Regions from separate parts of the Larimichthys crocea genome. Here region 2 is linked to region 1. A link is a contact called in public Hi-C data. All regions are on one chromosome and are shown on one strand. Each heading gives the region's core, a stretch centred on a gene start, on an enhancer-like site or on the middle of the called end of the contact. The rest is flanking DNA. Distances are from core to core; before and after follow the strand shown. Region 1 holds the start of LOC104936032 (coagulation factor XIII A chain). Region 2 holds the start of ppp1r3g (protein phosphatase 1 regulatory subunit 3G).

Region 1 (4,664 bases), core at 1,421-3,920:
GCCGTTATCGTCCTGAGAGTTCAGCTGAGGGTAGAGGGAGGTCAAAGGTCAGCGATACAAAGTAAAGATACAATTATTTAATATTTGACCTGAGGGTGGCGCCAAAAATGTCGCATGACGGTTCAGTTTGTATGACGATCACCACAGAGTCATGTGACTGACTAATTAATACGTCTAATTGGACAATGTTGAATTAAAGTTTTTCCACTCTGTGTTCTCACCATGGCGGACCCTTTCCTGACCAGTTTGATGACGTTGCCCCGGTCGTAGATCGGCATCCGAGACGCATCCAGGATGTAAATACAGGCGTCCAGAACACCACGCTCAAACTGCATGGAGGTAACACATCAGCTTTAGGTTCTTTCTTCGTGACTTGTCACGGTGTCTTTGAATATTTGTGCGTACCTGTCCAAACATCCAGTTGCGTTGTGACACAGCGCCAGCAGAACCCTGATACATAATGCCGACGTCGTTCAGGACGTACTCCCTCCGTCCGGCTTCATCAGGGAAAAACGCGGCGTCCTCTGCACAGATAGAGAGTTGTTAGCTGCTGTTAGCTCATGTTAGCTCAGTTTGTTAGCCAGGCTGCCCGGACTGTGAGCTCAGAGCACCGGGGGAGTGTTAGTGTTTGGACCACAGGAGTTTTGGATCGGGACAGGTGCCGCCGGACAAGAGTAAATCTGAGTCTGACTTTTAGTCGTTGGTGAGAGCTTGCCAGACACAGAACAGGACAGAACCTTTGTCTCAGCCTCTAGGAGGCAGTAGAAGTGTTCGTACCTGGGGCCCAGGCGTTGAACAGCAGGTACAGGTCGGTGTTGGGGTCCCTCTTGGTTCGCTGCAGGCCGGTGCCTGTCACGACGGCCACATAGGTACGAAACTTCCCCACGATGGCGTTGGCTGACGGCGTGACTCCAATCGTCACAGATGCACCTTGCATCTCCTTAATCTGCCCCGACCACGGACCACCCTGACGGGAACTGCAGGTCACCACCACCAGAGAGCCTCTATTGACTGAAGGGTCTGAACCTGGAGGAGGAAGAGGAGGTACAACGAGACACTCAGAGAAATGTAGCTTTAACTTTGTCAGATAGTTTAATTTTGGATTTTATTGAGACGTCGTTGAACATCTGTCAGACGCAGCAGCTGTGTGTGTTTTCTAAACGCAGTGCCATGGGGAGTGTGTGTGTACTAATTAGCCAGCCAAACGAATGCGATGCTGCCTAATGAACTGATAGTCGTCTAATTGTTTGGTGACAGGCGACTGTTTTCATCAGCTAATTGGTTAACGAGGGAGCTTTAACTGTTGGTCTCATGTGGGCGGAGCTGAGGCCACTGAGCGCGCTCCGGAACAGAAATAGACAAATCTGATTATTCTCTGGTTCAAACAGCTGAAACTCAAAGTTCTGACTGACACCGGCCAATGAGAAGTGAGATCAGAATTCAGACTCACCAATCAGGAACTCCAGCTGGAAGTCGTCCTGTGGGGTCAGCGGGCGGCTGAACGTGACGAGCATCACGAACTCCATACCGCGACGGACCACCAGGTTCTGGATGTCGTAGGCGCTCGTGTGGTGGTTCGGTTTGTTTATCTGCTGACACATGTCGACGTGCTGCACCGACAGAGGTGCTGAGTACACCATGTTTTCATGTTAGTGATCATTTCTGGACACAGAAAGATAAAAATCCAAAAAATGAAACATCTTACCGCCCACAGGTGCATGGCTTCTGGGCGTGGCCTGTTCATCAAAGGGTTCAAACTCTGGGAAGTCATTTTCATCACTCATGAGGTTGGAGGTCGGCACCTAAAGACCATTCAAACATAACATTGTTAAATAAGAACAAAGAGCAACTAATGACTGAATTATATTGTTATTCGTACAGTACCGGCTCATTGTAGCGCCCCTTGAATTTGTTTGAGTCGTTGGTTTGAGCAGACATGACGGTGAATCAGGTTTTACTGAGGTCACTGCACAGAAAGAACAAAAATATATTTCAATAAAAACACACAAATCTAAAGACAGATATAAATATAAATAAGACATCATTTAGTTCACTTGGTGGTATATATAATATAAACAACAATATACTAGAAATAAAAGTTATATACACCTTTTAAAAAAATCAATTACTCTACACTAATAATGATTGTGTTGCAGATGTATAAAGCTGGGATTCGAATGAAAAAAACACACTTTCATTGAAAAAAATAATGAACATTTCTTCTCACAGATTGAAAATTAAATGATGTGGAAAACACTATTAAATATAACGCATGTATAAAGGAATGTTCAGAAATACCTGAATATTATAAATTTAAAATAATGTGTGCCTAACATGGGGAATCACAAAAGTCTGACGCACAACAGATTGTTTTGTCTGTTTTCTAATCTTAAGAATTATTTATTCTGAAATATAGTTTTCCCTCTTCCAGACTAAAATAAATATTAAAAACATATTATAAGAAAATATCACACACTGAGAAGAAAACTAAATGTAAGAATAACATTGTAAACGATATGAAATAATCTGCTTTGTATTTAATTCTTTATAACCTGCAGTTTAAAACAAAATAAACAGATTTGAAGAATTCATGCATTAATTAAGAGAGAGAGCGTCTCACCGCTTTGATGAAGAGGAGAAGTTTGTGTCGAGTCTCTGATGATCAGATCAGATCAGACGATGATCAGACCGACTTCAACAGCCGTTTATATACACACACTGCTTCCTCTTTACACACACACACACACACACACACACACACACACACACACAATGTGTGTGTTGTGTAATTTGTTTCCTGCTTTAATATCACTACAGTGATGAAAAATTAATGTAAAAAAACAGAATAAAAACTAAATCTTGCTGTATTAAAAATGATATTAAAAAAATATATTGCACATAAAAGTTTTGCTTTTTTCATTAAAAAAACATTTTGATGATTTTTTTAAAAGTAAAAAAAATAATAATATATTTTTTCAGGGCTACAACAACCGAAAAAAACAAAACAAACAATCATGGGTCATTTTGTTTTTACCTGTCGCTGACAGTACAGGAAAAGTACTCATGTCTTTACTGAATGAAGTACAATTAGTCTAAAAATACTTTACGACTAAACGTCCTGAATTCAAAATCCTAAGGAAGTAAAAGCATAAAGTATTTTTAGCAAAATGTAGAGAAACTAGCAAAAATGAAAGTACTCAAACTGTGGTACAAGTACCACTGGTGGTATCCCAACTCCCTTTGAGTGGTACATCGAGGAGTCTCTAAAATATACTGTATATTATATTTTAATAAATGTAATGTATCTATCTAAGAATATCATTGTTGTATATGATTGTCTTCATGTAAAAAGTAACTTAAAGTGTCAAATTGAAGTAGAAGCTACAATATTTGCCACTATGTAGTAAAATAAACAACACAAAATGGAAATATTCAATTAAAGCACCAGTCACGCCAAATAATTGTACAATTATTTGAGCAAATGTATTCAGTTACTTTCCACCACTGGTGATAGTGTGAGGTAAATCACTTTATCAATCAATCAAATCAGATTTTATTTGTATAGTCCAAAGTCACAAAGTGCATTTCCTCTGAGGTTTTACAATCTACAGGGGTGACCCCTCTGTCCTAGACCCCCTTTATGTGTTTGTTTCGGAAAATAACAATATATACATATTATATTTGATAATTACATTTATAATATATATATATAAAATAATATATATATATATATATATATATATATAAAACACATTTGATGGAATAAAAAACTTTTGAATGAAGCTGGAAGATCTTTAAATCTTTAAATTTGTCGAAACAGAACACACACATTCCTGTTTTTGTCCGTTGTGGGGTCCAGCAGTGTTTCGGTGTCTTCTGAGGACCTCGCTGTCATCTAGAGATTATTAGGAGTGATTGTTGAAGACAGAATATAAATATCACCTCAAATTAACAACTGACCCGATGATGGTGCAGAAAAATGAACTCATACAAAGAGACCGATATAAAAGCTGAAATTTGACATGTTGCTGATAATGACCAGACAAACTAACAAGATAAGTGTGAGGATAAACATGTGCACACACACACACACACACACACACACACACCATCAGAACACGGAAGTGTGTGTGCTGGTGACTTCGACCTCGTGTTGAAACTCTGACCTGATCAACAGTGACATTAAACATTAACCACCGCTGGTTGACTGACCTAAAATACTGAACTTTTGACCAGTTTGGACAAATGTACTCAGTTACAATAACAGTGACTTTTTGTTTACTGATTGTTAATTCAGATGATTTTCAGTGTGTTGACATTTTCCCTCTTTTTGCCCCAAAATGCACCAAAAAATACCAAAATACTTTAAATATGTCAACACAACCAGTGCTGGGATGTGAAACCTTTCAACATAAAACAAAGAGAATCAAATGAATATATTTGCTTCTTAGTTCATCTCCTGAAGTAACCAGGTGACTGTAACACTTTTATTTAGTGCAACAACCTGTTTAACATTTCAGATTTACTAAAAATTATTTTGTCATTTTTAGTTATCACACGACCTTCTGCATATCTACATCCTGTTTAAGTTTATTTTTAATCCGCTCAGATTGTTAATGTAGCACGATTCAGATTACAAAGGTTCTCTCTGAATATTAAAACAA
Region 2 (4,678 bases), core at 1,081-3,580, 150 kb after region 1:
ACACAGGTTTGCTCAATCCATGCCGCTTGTTTCATCAGAGAAACACAGTTTCTGCAGAGTCATGCATTCACAAGAAGGACTTCAGACCAGGTTCTGACCCGGTCCACTCCGGACGGACTGAACGTCGCTCAGGAGAAAAGTCAACCACGACTCCCAAGATGCATTTCACTTCAGTCACAGACCAAAGCTGACGTGTTTGACAGTATTTTAAATCACTGCATCTCTTCCACACCTGCTCTATAGTGTGCTGCTAAGGATCATGGGAAACGTAGTGTTAACAGCTGAACCAAACTGACCTGCAGCAGCATCTTCAACTCATGTTTCTGTTGAGCTGATGAGATTATTAATGACTGGCCGTGTTAATCAATAAACTCTTCAGTGTTTGCAGCCTGAAAGTTACCTGAAATATTCCTTCATCACTTTGAACCTGTCCGTGTTGACACATCAAACAGATGTCGTCACATTTGTCGATGGGACTATTTTCAGAGGTGCTGAACTTCTGGACTTTGTCCCTCGTGTAAAGACGAGAGACGGGTCGAGGACAGACGGTAGAACCATCACAACAGAGCCGCTGCAGACGCTTCATGCAGGAGGAAGTTCAGAAGATCAGTTATTGTTGACTGATGGATCCTGAGCAGAACCGGGTCAAGACACAGAACCTACTAAACTAAAGAGTTTCTCCTGATCTGAACTTCTCCTCCTCATATTTCCAGTTTATGAAGCATCCATTTAAACTGTGTGAACTACCTCACGTCACAATTGAACTAATAATGGATACATGCATGCAAAGTGGCACTACAGGAAGGTCCACCAGCCACAGTTTGAGAAACAGTTTCCACTCATAAAGTGTCATCAGAGATGAAACACGAGCGCTGTTCATTTATGAAATCAACTTTTATTTGATGAGATCACAAAAACATTCATCACATCCTCGATTCATTATTAGAATTATTACAATCGGCTGAATTCAAATCAGAGATTTCAAGGTCCACAGCTGGTCTGACTGATTTCAGACTGTTCAGGATTTATCAAACAGGTTTGAAGAGTGTGAAGTCGTTTTGTGTTTCGATCCTTTAAAAATCTCCACAGAGTCACAGCCAGGAAAAATCTGTAGGTTGGTTTTTATTTTGAAAAACTTCCCACATCCGTGAGAGACAGCAGATCCTCTGAGTGTGACAGAGTCCTCTGACCTCCACGTGACCGAATATGAAGAATCAGCAGCTGCATATCAAAGAATTTCCTTCAGCACGTGGATGGAGAGCTTTTACGCGCGGGGCTTTGCGCACCGCTCAGGTGGCGTGGAAGGCGGCGCTGACAAAAGGTGCGGTGCTGGGCATGCAGTGGTACCTGAGGGTGTAGTTCTGCCCCTCGTTGTTGTCCCAGAACTCCCCCTCCACACTCTTCAGGTACACGGCGAAGTGCACGGCCGATGTGGGGTCCATGACGGGCGGCGTGTACACGGTGAAGCTGAACCGCTCTCCCACAAAGCCCGGCTGATCCGCGGCCACGGGCAGAGCCTGCGCGTCCACGTAGGACAGCCAGTCGTTAAAGCTGTACCTCACCCCGACCTCTTTGTGGCTGCAGCCGGTGAGGACCCGGATCTGCCCCCGCACGTCGAACTGCGTGATGGTGACCCTCTCCAGGCAGACGTGGAGCTGCTGGACTCTCCGCTCCACCTCCCGGGGCTCCGGGAAGCAGGACACCAACCGGTCCGTGTATAAGCTGGACTTGAAGCTCTGGCACAGGTCGTTCAGAAAGTCCTGCTGCTGCGGCGGGAAGCTCTTGTGTCTGGACAGAACTTTGCTCGGGATCTGCGGCTCCTCCAGCGAGCTGAAGTGCTTGACGCTGGCCAGGTTCAGGCCCATGGAGTCGGCGAACTTCACCCGCTTCCTCTCGTTGCTCCCGGGGACGCCGTCCAGGAGCGCCGTCGGGTAGGCGGGCAGAGACTGGGCTCTCCTCCTGTCCTTCATAAACCTCTCCAGGTGGGAAGCGTCCACCTCGTCGTCCAGATCTCCCTCCTCATCCTCCTCCTCCTCCTCCAGGCCGTTCTTCATGGACTGCGGCTCGCCCCCGTTGTGGAACTGGAGCGGTGAGCGGGACATTGGTGCCTGGCAGCCAGGCGGCCTGTGTGCTGTAGCTGCAGGCCGGTCCGGAGTCCGCGGGAGTCCCGGTGCGGGGCAGCTTGTATAGATTAGAGACTCCCGCCCCTCCAGAGGACAAGGTGGTGACAACAGAGCGCGTGCAGTCTGCAGCTGCTGTCACAGAAACACGCGCCCCATCACGTAAGAAACGTCACCTTTATACCACCGAGCATGACGTCACAACAACAACAAACAAAAACAAAATAAAATGAACAACATTAATCTTCAGTGGCTTGAGTAAAAGTACCAATAAACAAAGTAAAAATACTCCATTACAAGTAAAACTCCTGCGTCATATTGAAGTAATATTGAACTTCTAACACATGTGCCAATATCTTTATTATACACATGTGCCAATATCATTATTATAACACGTGTGCCAGTATCATTATTATAACACGTGTGCCAATATCATTATTATACACGTGTGCCAATATCATTATTATAACACGTGTGCCAATATCTTTATTATAACATATGTGCCAATATCTTTATTATTACACATGTGCCAGTATCATTATTATAACATATGTGCCAATATCTTTATTATTACACATGTGCCAATATCATTATTAATTACACATGTGCCAATATCATTATTATAATACATGTGCCAATATCTTTATTATAACACATGTGCCATTATCATTATTATTACACATGTGCCAATATCATTATTATTACACAGCATTCAAAAATTTAGTACATATAGTCTGTTTTTTGAAAAGTCACTTTCAAACACTTCCAGCTTGTCTCTACATGACATATGAATAAAGTTATGTAACTATAAATAAGGAGACATTAGACACTTCTACAGGCTCATGTTTCATTGTAACATGAAGACAACATTATAAAAACGTTTCTGAGAATCAAACTGTCTGTTGTTATGTAACACAGCACTGTTTCACCACGTGGCTCCAAAAGTGCGTCACACAGCAGCCAGTGAACAAACTTGTGTGGTCATCACCTCCATCATGCTGATGTCACAAGGAGGAGTTTCCTCATCTCACATTTTTCATCAGCTGCTCACAGAAACTTTAACGTTCTTTTATATTAAATATGATGAGTGAGTGTAAAATACACCAAACTGTGATCTAATGAGCTGACATCAACTCAAGGTCCACTTCCCTCTAGAGCTTTCAATCGTAGTTTGCTTCCTGAACATGACAGTTACAATACAAAACAGTTCAAAATGAGCTCCACCCCCACCACAACCATCCAATGAGATCAGATAGATCAGCGTCAGACAGACAACCTTCTCATACTGAACAGTTACAGAGTGTTTCTGTAGCGTTGACAGAACGTTCCAAGTTTGAATTAACTAAAGCTCGCTGCGCTGTCCCTTTAAGAAATATGACACCTGACATGTAAAGAAACATTCAGTGTCTGAATGATTTGTTTTTTATCTGTTGACGTTTTTGAAGGAAAACTTCAAAATAGGAGACATTATTACATCATGTTGATCAAAGCAGCAACATGCGTTGAAGGCTTTGAGGCTGTAGATGGCAGCATTTCTCCACTGTCTGACCTTCATCTGATTCTTCAGTCTCATGAATCAACATGCAATGACGCTGTTGTCCAAATATAGACGACACACAAACTAAATCAATATCATTTGTTTTTGACTCGTTGTTCATTAAACTGCTCTGATAAGTTGAAGTCATATGTCTGATGAGCCGATGGCCTCGGACAGAGTGAACGCCTTCAACAGCCAAAACAAGTTTCATCATATCAACTGCCCAGAAAAGAAAACTTTATGATGTTTTTATGATTATTTAAATTCTCAGTTTGTGCTGAACTTTCTGCAGGTTGAAGCTGGGTCATTGATTATCAGAATCTAATATTAAAACTCTGTTTTCATTTGTGTGAAAACACCTGAGAAGAAGAATCATTGTTGTTGTTTTGCTTCTACAGTAGCCCAGAGCAGACAAACTAAACACTGGCTCCAGATATGAGCTGTTCTTTTTTTTTTTTCAGCCACCATAGTTTCTCATTTATCAATGCTAGGAAGGAGAGGGTGAATCAAGGGGGTTGCAATCAGCAAGTGCACCGAGAGATGCCTCTAAATTGGACACACTGGACCTTTAAGAGTCAAGAACATGATTGATAAAAGTGAAAAACTAATTTTATGACTTTTAATGATTTTTATTTTTAAAACAAGAAGCTGCACGTGTGTCCAGATCTCAGTCACATCTGCTCTGCAGACATGTAATCTTCTGCCGACAGATTCACGTTTGTTCAAGTTCTGCTGCCTGATGGTTCCCAAAGTGTTTGAACCATCTCCAATCATCTTTGGGTCATTTGGCCAATACTTATAACTAAAGGTGTGATTATATATTTGCAAATGTACCTTGACTTTCACCTGAATTCTCTTCAAACAATAGTTCTGTGTAATTAGACAGGTCGTTTCAAACCTTTGGGTCTGGACTCAAAGCAGTCAGGAGTTGATCAATGACACGATCAAAGATTTTCCTTCAGTCGTTTTTTCTGTGACGTACTGGAAACTTTGAAACCACTTCAGGTCAAAAAAGGTTTAG

Evidence for each region. A called contact is a pair of places that touch in the nucleus more often than the background predicts.
Region 2: a contact with region 1 is called in a Hi-C map of muscle, with 3 times the contacts expected there. The contact joins the promoter of ppp1r3g here to the promoter of LOC104936032 in region 1. A contact is called at or near these places in 3 of 7 Hi-C or Micro-C datasets (all in muscle).

The regions. Positions count from the first base shown.
Region 1 is chrXXIII:19,174,476-19,179,139 of L_crocea_2.0, forward strand. It overlaps LOC104936032 (coagulation factor XIII A chain), which reads right to left and starts at 2,671. Exons shown (of 18, transcript XM_010751971.3): 1 at 2,621-2,671; 2 at 1,885-1,966; 3 at 1,706-1,802; 4 at 1,451-1,627; 5 at 778-1,026; 6 at 406-524; 7 at 222-329; 8 at 1-24. The coding sequence starts at 1,938.
Region 2 is chrXXIII:19,322,989-19,327,666 of L_crocea_2.0, forward strand. It overlaps ppp1r3g (protein phosphatase 1 regulatory subunit 3G), which reads right to left and starts at 2,331. Exons shown (of 1, transcript XM_010751746.3): 1 at 876-2,331. The coding sequence starts at 2,102. The coding sequence ends at 1,290.